Linked DNA regions of Canis lupus: region 1 is linked to region 2. Evidence: chromatin contacts called from public Hi-C data. All regions are on one chromosome and are shown on one strand. The core of a region is the stretch at or near the end of the contact, and the rest is flanking DNA. Distances in the headings are between cores, read along the strand shown. Region 1 holds the start of RBM6 (RNA-binding protein 6). Region 2 holds the start of RBM5 (RNA-binding protein 5).

Evidence for each region. A called contact is a pair of places that touch in the nucleus more often than the background predicts.
Region 1: a contact with region 2 is called in a Hi-C map of amygdala, with 2.0 times the contacts expected there. The contact joins the promoter of RBM6 here to the promoter of RBM5 in region 2. A contact is called at or near these places in 2 of 9 Hi-C or Micro-C datasets (amygdala and blood).

Annotation. Positions count from the first base shown.
Region 1 is chr20:39,763,627-39,770,408 of UU_Cfam_GSD_1.0, reverse strand. It overlaps RBM6 (RNA-binding protein 6), which reads left to right and starts at 2,918. Exons shown (of 20, transcript XM_038566394.1): 1 at 2,918-3,111.
Region 2 is chr20:39,632,294-39,638,963 of UU_Cfam_GSD_1.0, reverse strand. It overlaps RBM5 (RNA-binding protein 5), which reads left to right and starts at 3,305. Exons shown (of 25, transcript XM_038566392.1): 1 at 3,305-3,457; 2 at 4,776-4,846; 3 at 6,513-6,670. The coding sequence starts at 4,830.

The sequences.
Region 1 (6,782 bases), core at 1,669-4,168, 130 kb before region 2:
TTATCCATGGTTTTGTATCCTCTGTATCTCTCCTGGTTCCTGTCTCTCTTTCTTTTTTTCCTGTCTCTTATTTTAACATTTGATCAAATCCTACTTTTGATACTGGAGAGCCATGGCCCCGAATGAGACCAAGGCAACAAGGAACAACAGACAGGACATGGTCTTTCTCTTTTCTGGGTCCTCCTCTGTGAGGATTTAGGGGCTGAAAGCAGACACATCTCACTGACTAGATCTTGTACACCCTGTTCCAGGTGAAGGTGCTGTTTGGATCAGCTCTTCTAAATAGCTCAGATTTCCTGCTCTCATGTAGTAAAAATGAACTTCAAGTACTATGAGCCCTTGTACGCTAAAAAAATAAAATTCTGGAGTGCCTGACTGGCTCAGAGGTTGAGTGTCTGCCTTTGGCTCAGGTAGAGTCCTGGAATGGAGTCCCACAAAGGCTCCCTGCAGGGAGCCTTCTTCTCTCTCTGCCTATGTCTCTGTCTCTTTCTCTCATAAATAAATAAATAAATAAAATATTTTTTAAAAATGAAAAAAAAGAGAAAATTCTGGATGCTTCCTCTGAAAACCATCAATAATCACCTTAAGGAAAAGGGGAAAGTAGTCAAGAGGCATAAATCTTGGAGGACAGGACTGACCTGGGTTGGAATCTCCATGCCTACTTCCCACACCCAACCAGCTGTGGCAATTACTTAATTTTTCTGGTGTTTGGGTTCCTTAACTATAAAAGGGATTTCCTCATATGATTATTATGAAAATTTAAATGAAAGATAATGAAAAAACAAAAGAAAGATAATGAAGTGGCAGCACAATGCCAGCCATATAGTTTGATAGAGAGTAGCGATTATTACTCAAGGAGTTTGGTGTACAGTAAGAATAATTGGTGTCTTAATAAGGTTTACCTCTTTAGAGGACAAAGTACTATCTGATAAGGGAGAGAGATCCACCACCAACAATGAATTGTCCAGTTTGGGAAACAAAGTCAAAGTAGCCACAGTTAGTTCTGTGTAGCTGTTCCTCCTCTTCCCTGTAATTTCTTAGTGCTAGTGTGCTCAGGGCTGGAACTCTGCTCTCCTGCCTACACTCCCTCCCTCATTCCCTTGGTCATCTCATAAAAGCCTGTGGCTTCAGATACTGGCATCAGCAATACGCTGATACCTCCCAGATTTGCATCTCTAACACTGACCTATTATCCTGAATTCCAGGCTGATGTATCCAATGACCAATTCCATGTCTCATTTTAATACTAGGCATCAAAAAATTCAATCTACCCCAAACAGCTCTTGCTCTTCCTACCAAAACTGCTTGCCCATATTCTTCCCTTTCTGTCCTTATCCCAGTTCATGTCTTCTGTTGCCAGACGGGTACAGGTATAATCCTTCTGTGGTTGTATTATTACAACAGACTCCTAAATGGCTGCACTGCTTCTGCCCTTCCTACCTTTGGCCTATTTCCACACAGCAGCCAGAGGGATCCTATTAACATGGATATCAAGTTATGATATTATTCTATTTGGAGCCCTCCAATGACTTCCCATGTCCCTCCTTACAGAAACCAAACTCATTTCAGTAGAGATTGTATATCTTGTTTAGTTCCTTGTCCATCTCCAGTAACTACCCCACCCCCATCTCCAGTAGAGCAGCAAATTTTATCAGCTTTGTTTGTTCCTATATCCCCAGCACCTGATACAGTGCCTGGCACACACAGGCCCCTCACAGTTTCCAAATGAAGGAAAGGCTTCTGGACAAGATGCCTGAAAAGTAGGAATTTTAAAGACTACTTAACCCAACAACCTCTTCTCTATAGATAAGCATTGCTTTATTTTAGGATGCTTTACAGGCTTTTCTTGTGGCAGATTCCTTTGATCCCATGATGTTGAATTCAGGCTACAAAATCAGGTTACCTTTTGTAAGGGTCCACCCATAACAGACACCAGGTGGCCGGAACCAGCAAGCATATCAACAGTGTAGATAACCCACCTGGAAGGTTGCAGCTTGCCATTTGAAGATTAGCTGTAAGGAGATTCTGGAAATGAGCTGCAAACTGAAAGCGTTTCTGCTAGATTGGGAGATTTGCAGATAACCTTCCAGTTCTGAGACCTCCCACAAGTCGCTCTTGGCCAGATTTATTTCCTGAGATCCAGCAAGGCCCTGTGGAAGCTGAAGCTGGGTGGATTTTCCCTCATTGGCAGTACTGAACCTTTAACATAGGTGGTATTTGCTTGATATTCTTTTTTTTTTTTTTTTTTAATTTTATTTATTTTATGATAGTCATCAGAGAGAGAGAGAGGCAGAGACACAGGCAGAGGGAGAAGCAGGCTCCATGCACCGGGAGCCCGATGTGGGATTCGATCCTGGGTCTCCAGGTCGCGCCCTGGGCCAAAGGCAGGCGCCAAACCGCTGCGCCACCCAGGGATCCCTTTACTTGATATTCTTTAGCGGGGGGATTGCCTAACTTGGAAACCCATCAGAAGGAAAGGGGGAGGAGCCTCTGATTACTGCTTCTCTAATTCAAATGCTTCTCTTGCACCTATCCTCGGGTCGTGGGCCAAAGGGTTAAGCTGGACAGAGGGGGTCAGGATCAGGCGCTTGTGTGGGCCTTCCTTCCTTGGAAGACTTAGGCGGGAGAAGTCTCACCCTGCCTTTACAAAGACAGGAAAGAAGGTGGCCTCAAACTAGGCAGACCAAAGCCTGATCCGTGCTCCCGGTGGGGAGCAAACCTAGGGCAGGCCAATCCAAAGGCCGACCTCACTTCCAGCTCAACTCTAAGGAGAGCACCGGAAGACAAGCCAGGGTCTAAACCACAACCCCCAGCAGGCCCCGCGAACGTGGGGAGGCACGTCCTCTCATTGGACGCCGGCGTGCAGCGTGCCCTCACGCCTGGCTCCCGTACACAGCCCCGCCCCCCCACGCGCGGGGCACGGCGGGAGTGGAGTCGGAGCGACCTGCCGCTGTACTCTATCTCCCGGCGGGCAGAGCGCTGAAGGCGGCGGCGCGGCGCCTTTGTGGAGGCAGCGGCCCGGCGCGGAGGAAGTTCCGGTCTCCGCGACGCTGGGTCGGTGGCGGCGGCTGAGGATTAGGAGGAGCGGGCCGTGGAGGCCGCGCTGCCTCGGTAAGGGCCTAGGGCAGTGGAGAGGGCGTGCCGGGGCCTGCGGGGAGGGAGGCGGCCTGCCAGGCCGCTACTGAAGTCGCGGGTCCGCGAGGCCTGGCAGCTGCGGCTTCGGTGTCGCGGGGCGGCCGCGGCCTCGCTCGGGAAGAAGAGAGCCAAGTGGCGGTGTGGTGAGGGAGGCGCCGCCCTCGGGAGGAACGCCCCGGAACGGTCGCGGGCCCGGGGCGGGGCCCGGCGCGGCGGTAGAATTACCGGTGCAGCCTCGGGGCTGTCGGCTGCGGGTAGGGGCCTGGCGCGTGGTTACGGTTTGGTGCTTCTGGTCTGTGGAGCCGCAGGCGGGTCCTTTCTTCTTCCTTTTTTCCTGCTTTTGCAGGAATCTGATCCAGTTCTGAGGCATTGCTTGAGAAAGAGGCCTTCGTGTGCCTGGCACGTAGTTTCGTCCTTAGACCTGGCTAGGCACGAATGGGCTCGGCCGTGCCACCGGGTGTGCGAGCTCGGAGCCCGGCACGCGGGGCTGTAGAACCTGGAGGCAGGGGAGTGGTCTGGTGGGTTCTGCGCCCGTTGGGAGAATGTGGGAGGAGGGAATTTTTTTTTTTTTTTTTTTTGTATTTTCTCTTCAGATTCCTTTTAGCATTGTAAATCTGTGTTTTCCTCCTAACTTTAGTATTGATTCAACTCTAGGAGTGCTTTTTTTTTTAAAGGACTATGTTTTGTAAGGTACATACACTTTTAAGGGTAATGGTATTTTTTGCATATTCCAGCTTTGCAGGTGAAGGTCAGAGTTGCTGGATCTAATTGAAGGAGTTCAGTAGATATTTATTTATTTATTTATTTATTCATTCATTCATTCATTCATTCATGAAAGAGAGAGAGAGAGAGAGAGGCAGAGACACAGGCAGAGGGAGAAGGAGGCTCCATGCAGGGAGCACGACATGGACTCGATCCCGGGTCTCCAGGATCGCGCCCTGGGCTGAGGGCGGCCCTAAACCGCTGAGCCACCCGGGCTGCCCAGTTCAGTAGACTCTGATGAGCCTGGTCATTTGGTTCATTTTCTGAACTCTGGATTGTGCCCTAGGTTTGTTTTCGACTTTCTGTTGAGTAATGCCACCAGTGTGAATAGTTTATAATGTCAACATCAGCAAACTTGTGAGGACTATAGGCAGAGGTATCAAGAACTGATGGGTGGGGGATGCCTGGGTGGCTCAGCAGTTTGGCGCCTGCCTTCGGCCCAGGGCGTGATCCTGAAGACCTGGGATCGAGTCCCACGTCGGGCTCCCTGCATGGAGCCTGCTTCTCTCTCTGCCTGTGTCTCTGCCTCTCTCTCTCTCTCATTAATAAATAAATAAAATCTTTATTAAAAAACAAAACAAAAAAAAACTGATGGGTAACAGTGAAACTAGCAACGTGTAAAGCACATTGCTTAACTAATGGCCTGTTACTATTTTGGTGAAACACAGACAAGTTGGACCTGAACCTTGTCTCATTAATTAGCACCTAATTGGGTACTTAACCTATAGGATAGGTACTAGGTCTCTTTTCTGGACATCTTCAGTCGCTTCCTTCTTCTTCCTTCTTTCTTCTTTCTTCTTCTTCTTCCTGATTTTTATTATTTATTCGTGAGAAACACAGAGAGGCAGAGACATAGAGGGAGAAGCAGGCCCATGCAGGAAGCCTGATGTGGGACTCGATCCCAAGACTCCGAGATCACTCCCTGAGCCAAAGGCAGATGCTCAACCACTGAGCCACTCAGGTGTTCCTGCAGCACCCTTCTTTATAGAATTCTGTTACCAGACTGGGGTTTTTGCTGCCTTTAGGATCCTAGGTTGTTGTAGCCTTTCAGAGGAGACTTGTCAAAGCTTGGGTTGGGGCGGTGAGTGCATGTTACTAAATGAGCTCTCTTATTGCAAATACTTGAGCAAGGTTATACTCTTCTGCCAAAGTTTAAATGTATAAACTACTGTTAAAAATCAGATTCAGGGTTGTAATAAAATTAAAACTATTAGAAAGTTATGAAATTTTAAAGATCATAACTCATTCCTGGATGGTCTTTTTTTAGCCATATACCAAGTGCTTAGAATTAATTTTTCTGCCATACTCCCACAGTACCTTCTTCATCTCATTTACTTAGTTAATGGGGCATCTGTTGAATGCCTTTTATAACCCTCCTGTCAATGCTGTGGGACTCAGAATAGCAGAGTAGGTAACTGGTGGAGCTCTAGAATCTGATAGGTTTTGAATCCTTGACTCCTCCACTAATTCAATTACATTGGATAAATTACCCTTAGTTTCCTTATATGTGAAATGAGGTTCTTGTGAGGTTTTATGTAATGCTTTTAGAACAGTGCTTGGAGGGGATCCCTGGGTGGCTCAGCGGTTTAGCGCCTGCCTTTGGCCCAGGGCGCGACCCTGAGGTCCCGGGATCAAGTCTCGCTTTGGGCTCCCAGCATGGAGCCTGCTTCTCCCTCTGCCTGGGTCTCTGCCTCTCTCTCTCTCTCTCTGTGTCCATCATGAATAAATAAATAAATCTTTTTTTTAAAAAAAGAACAGTGGTGTGTAGAAAGTGTCCACTAAATGTTAACCACCTCTGTTGTCTTTTCCCTTTATTGAGATGTAGTTTGTAATTCATGTGCCATACAATTAACCATTTAGAGTGTGTAATTCAATACTTTTTATATATTACATTGCTAATTTCTTTCCAAAGGTGTGGTAAATATATTTTGTTACAAAAATGTAACAAAATTTGCTATTTAAACCACTTCTTTTGATTTTTTTTTTTAAAGTTTATTTATTTAAGGAATCTCTGCACCCAGCATGGGCTCAAACTTATTACCTGGAAATCAAGAGCCACACAACCTTCTGATTGAGCCAGCCAGACACCCCTAAGCCATTTTTAAGTGTAAAATTCAGTGCATTAATTACATACATAGTGTAGTGCAACCATCCCCACTATTTCCAAAACTTTTTTGTCATCCCAAACAAACTCTTATCCATTAGCAAATAACTCATTGTTCCCTTCCTTCAGCCCCTGGTGGCCCCTAATTTATAGTCTGTCAATGTGAATTTCTCTGTTTTAGGTATCCCATGCAAGTGAAATCATACAATATTTATCCTTTCATGTCTGACATATTTTACTTACCATGATGTTTTCATGGTCTATTCACATCATAGCATGTATGCAAACTTCATTCCTTTTTTTAAAAGTTTATTTATTTATTTATCTCTACATCCAACATGGGGCCCAAACTTACAACCCCAAGAGTTGCTCACTCTTCTGACTAAGCCAGCCCGGCACCCCAGACTTCATTCCTTATTTATTTTTAAATTAAATAAAATCTTTTAAAATATTTTATATATTTGACAGAGAGGGAGAGAGAGCACAAGAAGGGGGAATGGCAAGGAGAGGGAGAAGCAGACTCTCTGCTAAGCAGGGAGCTGAAGTGGGGCTTGATCCCAGGACCCTCAGATCATGACCTGAGCTGAAAGGCCGATGCTTATCCAACTGAGCCATCCAGGTGCCCCTCCCCCCATTTTAAAAAAAATAAAAAAAAAATTTAAGTGGAGATGTAATTGACATTCTCCTTTATGATTGAGTAAATATTTCGTTGGTGTGAATAGGCCACTTTTTTTTTTAGGCCACATTTTATCTGTTCATTTGTTGGTAGATAACCATCGTT
Region 2 (6,670 bases), core at 2,056-4,555:
CACATCGGGCTCCAGGTGCATGGAGCCTGCTTCTCCCTCTGCCTGTGTCTCTGCCTCTCTCTCTCTCTATCATAAATAAAAAAACTAAAAAAAAAACTTTTCTCTGTAGTGAACATACATGGCTTTATTTAAAATAAAAAACAGGTGCGCCTGACTGGCTCAGTTGGTGGAGCATGTGACTTTTGAATCCGTGTTGTAAGGTTTGAGCCCCATGTTGGGTGTGGAGATTACTTAAGAATAAAACTTTAAAGAAACAAAAAACAAACAAAAAGAGACAAAAAAACAACTGTTTGTTGTCTTTGTTTTCTTTATTAGCTATGGAACTTGTTAAACTTTTCCAGACCCACATCAGCTGCCTGACAGGCTTTTGGGGGCACTGCTCTGGAGCTCAACCCAGCAAGCACCTCAGGGATATTCAGAAGTGCTTGTTGAACTGCTTTGAGAACAAAGCAATCAACTTCTAGTGGCCATTAAATCTAGCAGGTTCAGAAAAAAAAAAAAAAAAAAGTCTAGCAGATTCTGGATTCAGCAACTGACGCATCCAAGACATCCATTGCAGGGTTTACAATGACCCTATCTATGTTTAACTTTTAAATTTCATTAAACATATTTGGGTACCTTCTGTGGGTTGCATACTTTTACTTTTTCTAATGATGGAGATTTTACATATATCTCCTCCCCGTAAATTGGACACTATATATAAATACATATATGCACACATGAAAAAGTAGAACTATGTGTATGTATAGATAGTGCAATGATCTGAATGTGTCCCCTCCCCACAACATTCATACATTGTAATCCTTTCTTATTTTTAAGATTTTAATTATTTATTCATGAGAGGCAGAGGGAAAAGCAGGCTCCCTGTAGGGAGCCTGATGCTGGACTTGATCCCAGGACCCCAGAATCACGACCTGAGCCAAAGGCAGAGACACTCAACCACAGCCACTCAGGTGCCCCTGTAAATCCTAATCCTTTTTTTTGGTAATCCTAATTCTTAAAGGTAATGAATGGTATTAGTAGATGAGGCTTTGGGAAATAATTAAGCTCATGAATATGGAGTCATCATAAATGGGATTAGTGCTCTTGTAAAAGAGATCCTACAGAGCTTCCTAGATTCTTCTACCTCATGAGGATACAATAAGAAGTCTGCAACCTGGAAGAGGGCCTTCACCTGACCATGCCAGCACCTTGATCTTGGACTTCTCAGCCTCAAGAACTGTGAGAAAAATTTTTTTGTTTATAAGCTACCCAGCCTGTGGTATTTCTTCATAGCAGCCTGAACGGAGATAAATACATGCATACAGAGGAGGAGAGAGGAAGAGAGAAAGGAAGTTATCCATTGTTCCAAAATCAGAAATTTCTACCTTTCCATCTATTGTTTTTTGATTACCCAAAGAGTTTCCAGTGTCCACCACTTAATGCCCTTACTGTAGAATGCCCGTAGTTAGAATATGTTTAAAGAACATTTTTCCTGGTTGCTTTACCAAGAAAAAAATTTTCCAATATATTTGAAGCTTCTGGTTTAGAATCTACTCACTGACATCCTTCCACTTTTTTTTTAATTTTATTTATTTATTCATGAGAGATACAGAAGGAGAGAGAGGCGGAGACACAGGCAGAGGGAGAAGCAGGCTCCATGCAGGGAGCCTGATGTGGGACTCGATCCCGGGTCTCCAGGATAAACCGCTTAGCCACCGGGGCTGCCCCAGCACTTTTTTTTTTTTTAAGATTTTATTTATTTATTCATGAGAGACACACAGAGAGAGGCAGAGACATAGGCAGAAGTAGAAGCAGGCTCCCTGCGGGGAGCCCAACGAAGGACTGGATCCCAGGATTACGACCCAAGCCTGACACAGATGCTTAACCACTAAGGCACCCAGGCATCCCCTTTCCACTTATTCTTGAAAGATCTCTCTTTGAGAAAGAATATGGTGCAGTTTTCTATAACTGGTATCTTCCTCTACCTTGTCATGGTCTAATTCTTCTTGTCTGTATATGTGACCTGAAAGACCAGTTCACTAAAAATATCTCTGTAAATAATGCCAAAGGGCAAATTATGCTAACTAGAGGCACTGGAATACTACCATGTCACTGACCAGTCCCAGTCTGAAATACCTCCTAATTACCCAAGAATCCTTGCCATTTTCCACCCCAAATGTTACACGTTTAGCTTTCTTTGTTGGTGGATTAATTTGTTTACTCAGCAGATATCTATTGAGCACATACCATGTGCCAGGCACCAGTAGAGCCACTGGGGATACATAGTGAACTAAAGAGATACTTCTCTGCCCTTCTGGAGTTTACATTCTAGTAATTGAGAGCATGGACTCTGAAATCACATTTATTAGCTCAAATCCCAGTTCCATTACTATTAACTCTGCCTGAACTACTATCTCTCGAACAAGGACAGCGATGGATGGCTTTGATTAGGTGAGCAGCAACTGAGGCAGCTATAAGTGGTCAGATCCTAGATATATTTTGAAGATAGAGTCAACAGATTTACTGACAGATTAGATGCAAGGAAAAAATCATGGATGACTACAGGGTTTTTGTCCTCAGTAACTGGAAGTTGCCATTTATGAGCTGAGGAAGGCTGTGGAGGAGATACGGTTGAGTTCTGGCTGCAACTTTGAGATGCTATTAGACATCCAAATACTGTTAACCCTGAAAAAACAACTTTCCTGAGCCTTTGCCTTAGGCTAGAGAATATCAATTGAATGACACTCTTAAAACTTGCCTTCAAGAATTCTCTTAATTTGGAGGCGCCTGGCTGGCTCAGTAGAGCATACCACTCTTGATCTCGGGGTTGTGAGTTCTAGTCCCATGTTGGGTACAGAGGTGTTTGTTTTTGTTTTAAGAATTCTCATTTCCATAAGCCTCATTTTCCTCACCTGCAAAATGGGTTTAATAACCATCTCATAGGTTATGAAAATAAAAAATAGATATTTATAAAGCATCTAGCCCAACAATCTAGAGTCCAATAATACAATACTCGGTCAACTAACGTGACTTCTCTTAAAACCAGATTAAACGTGATATTCTACATTGTGTCTGGGAAAGCAAACTGTACTCTTTTGTAGCAAAGGCAAAGAATTACCGATAAAGGTAAGAGCTCTAATCAGAGTCTGCAAATGGCAGACTGGCAACTTCACCCTTGGTTTTGAAAAAAAAAAAAAAGAAAGAAAGAAAGAAATACGCAGGAAATTAACACAGGGCATAGTGAGTGACAGGACGCCTTAGCGACCACACTTCCCAGCAGTCCTCGCGTAGCCAGACACCGTCGCGGATTGGATGCCTCCTCGGGAGGCGGGTGGTGTGGGGGAGGTGGCAGGCGCGAGGTACTGTGGGTAGGAGACGGCCGTCGACCGAGGCGCCATTTTGTGAGGCGGCCGTACCCTGTTGGAGGTTCTGGGGCACAAAACCGCTACTTCTGCCACTTTGGTCTTTCCTGGGGGTAAGTGCAGCATCCGCCCGTAGCGCCCCGCGGTTCTTGCTTTTGAGGCAGGACTTGTGCAGCCTTCCTGACAGCCTCGGGCAGCAGCCGATCAGCCCCAGTCGCATCTCTCAAGTAGTTACCCGAAGCATTGGAGGGCCGCGCCCCTCCTCGCAGCCTGCGCTGTCAGCTTTCGGAGGGCGTCCTCTTGCCCCACCCGAGACCCGCTTCTTTCGTGCTCTTGACTGTGTGTCTGCCGGGACGCGTCTGCGACTCCCTAGCCCAACTGAACGTGGAGCCGTCGACTGTCCCTTGGGTACTCCTCAGGGGCGCCCGGCAGTTTCTAGCCGCCATCGCCCCTCAGCTGTACTTGAATCCGCCCTTTCCGGGAGATTGTTGGGCGAAGGCCGATCTGCAGGCTGGGAGCCTCTTGGGGGTCAGGAGGGGCGTGTGCAGGCATAAAGGGAAAGCCGGACGCCTGAGTCGGTCGCGCAGGCTGTGGCGCCGCCATCTCGGCCTCAACACCCCGCGAAGGTGGGTCCCGGCACTGCCGGGGCGACAAGGGGCGGCGTTAGAGATTCTGCCCAGGGCCTTATTTCTCCCAGGTGGTTCTCTTCCATTTATAATTCAGCAAATGTTCGTTGAGCGCCTACTCTGTAACAGGCGCCAGGGTCGGCTGAAAGTAGTTTCTCAGATCTTGCACGCATTGAACGCGGTCTAGCTGTGTGTTGTTTTATCACCGCCAGGGCGCTGCGGGGCCCAGCTGGCAGCCTCAAGGGTTAGTGGTGGTTATTGTTACTGAGGAATTAAGTCGTGTCGAGGTTTGCTCTTGTCTCATTGAAATAGCTTTGGACCAGCCGTTGCGTTATAAATGGAGTAGATTTCAATCACCGCAGCATCCTGGCTTCTGAAAGATTTAAACTTTTCATCAGAAAATTTTGAATTTTATATTGCTCCTTGTATTAATAAAGACGCTTTGATTAAAGTTTTAACCACCAACTACCCCCTTGGAGTTGATTTGATTAGAACACAGTCTGCTGATTGCATCGCTGCCTTTTTTTTTTTTTTTTTTTTTTGCTTTGTAATCCTAAAGTAGAAGGGAAGGATTCTTATTGAATAGGGACTCTAATATTTAAAGTGTGGTTCATCTTCCTGCTGTGTTCGTTTCAACAAAATCTTACTATGATTTTTCATAATGACAGTTAATCCTCCTGCCCCCACCTTGGATAATCACTGTTATTAATTTGATGAAATTCCAACTTCAGTAGTGTCCTAGCTTATAGAAAGATTGACTTAAATGATCTCAAATTTTCAGCAACCAATCTCTTTTGTTTCCTAGAAAAAAACAAAATTTGGACCTTTTGGAATAGTGTGGTACATCTTCAGTAGGATAATGGGTTCAGACAAACGGTAAGTTACTACTGTGTGTGTTTTTAATCTCAACATTTCATCAGAGACTGAACTATTTTTTTTAATTGTTTATCAAACAAATATTTGAGTATCTATTTTGTGCCAAGTATTGTTATTGCCTTCATGAGCCTTGCTCTTAAAAGCGTGCAGTTTATTTTTATTTATTTATTTTTAAAGCGTGCAGTTTAATGAGAGAAGTGAAGTACTGTGTGAACTGTGCTATATAAAAGAAGTCAAGGGTGCTGTTAGAACACATAGGAAGCATGTACTTTCCTGGAAATATCTAGGAAAGCTTCCTGGAGAAAGTATCCTCTAAGGTGAATCCTGAGGGTAGGTAAGAATTAGGCAAAGGAGGGCAGAGTGGAGTGGGTCACTGAGGGTTCCCAGTGTGGAAAGCAGCCTGTGTAGAAGCCAGGAGATCATACAAGTCTGTCACTTTACATAATAGCAAGCAATCAGTGAACACAAGTTCTTGTTATTGTCCCCTCTGTAGCAAGATGATCCTGATTTGTAGAAGCTTTGGACCATGGATTACATGAAAAATAAATGAATTGAAAAATTACTAGAGAATTAAGATGAGAACATTTGGCTGCTGTGTCATCTGTGGATTCTCCCACTCAAACTGTTTGATTTACATACAAGACCTTATTCGGCCACCTTCTTAGTATTGAGTCTGGTGCTAGTGATAAATCAAATTGATGGCCCAGAGAGTTTCTGGAGGTGTTCTTGTCACGTAATGTCATTGTTCTAATGTTGTGTTAGCAGTCTGTGGTTCCAAATGACTTACTAAATTAACATTTACCCTTTTAGGGTTTCTCATCCTCATACTTCCCATTATGAAATAGTCAGTCCTAACTACTAATTTCATTCGTTTCTTTTTATTAAATTTGTATACTCTGAATTGTTTATTTATTTGGTGAGGATGTAACATTAACATTACAAGTTAAAATTGTTAACTAGGCCCTTCTAAGCCTTTCCTTTGTCTTGTCCTTACATAGTTGTTTTATGAACCTGGTAAACAATTTTTGAAAGAACTATATCTGTAGTCAAATGGGTTTAAGCCTCTTGTTACTAGATTTGTCCAGTAACCAAAAGTAAACCAGATGTTATAGGAAATAATGTTTTCTGTTGGTACTGGTTATGTCTAACAAATGAACTTGGTTAACTGCCCGATGAGGGAAAAAAACTAATTTAATTCATCCAGGTTGTTAGTCCATTTCCCAGTAGTGTGATACCCTTGAGAGTAGGTGAGTGAGAACACATTCTCTTTGAGATGGGGTGAGATGCTAAAAATTACTTTCTTCCTATTTTTGATCAGCAAGATCTGAATCAGGGATAAGAGGGGTGATATGTGTAGACTACAGGTTTGGTAATACACAGGATGAACTTGGCCAACCTCACCTTTAAAAAAAAAAATGTGTGGTGGCCATATTTTCATATTTAGCATGATTTCCTGAAAGTTATCTTTGCCTTTAGGGGTGTAGATGTTTTCCTAGTGGTTGTCTTTGTAAACTAGAATCTGGTGATAAATTTTAGGGATATATAAAACTACTTGGATATCTTATACACTGAGCTCTGGGGCGAGGGGTGGTATTTTCAACCATGTTTTCTAAAGGTATAAATGGTGATTTACTTTAGATTAAATGAAAATTCTTTTCCCTGGCAGAGTGAGTAGAACAGAGCGTAGTGGAAGGTACGGTTCCATCATAGACAGGGATGACCGAGATGAGCGTGAATCCAGAAGCAGGCGGAGGGACTCAGACTACAAAAGATCTAGTGATGATCGGAGAGGTGACAGATATGACGACTACCGAGACTATGACA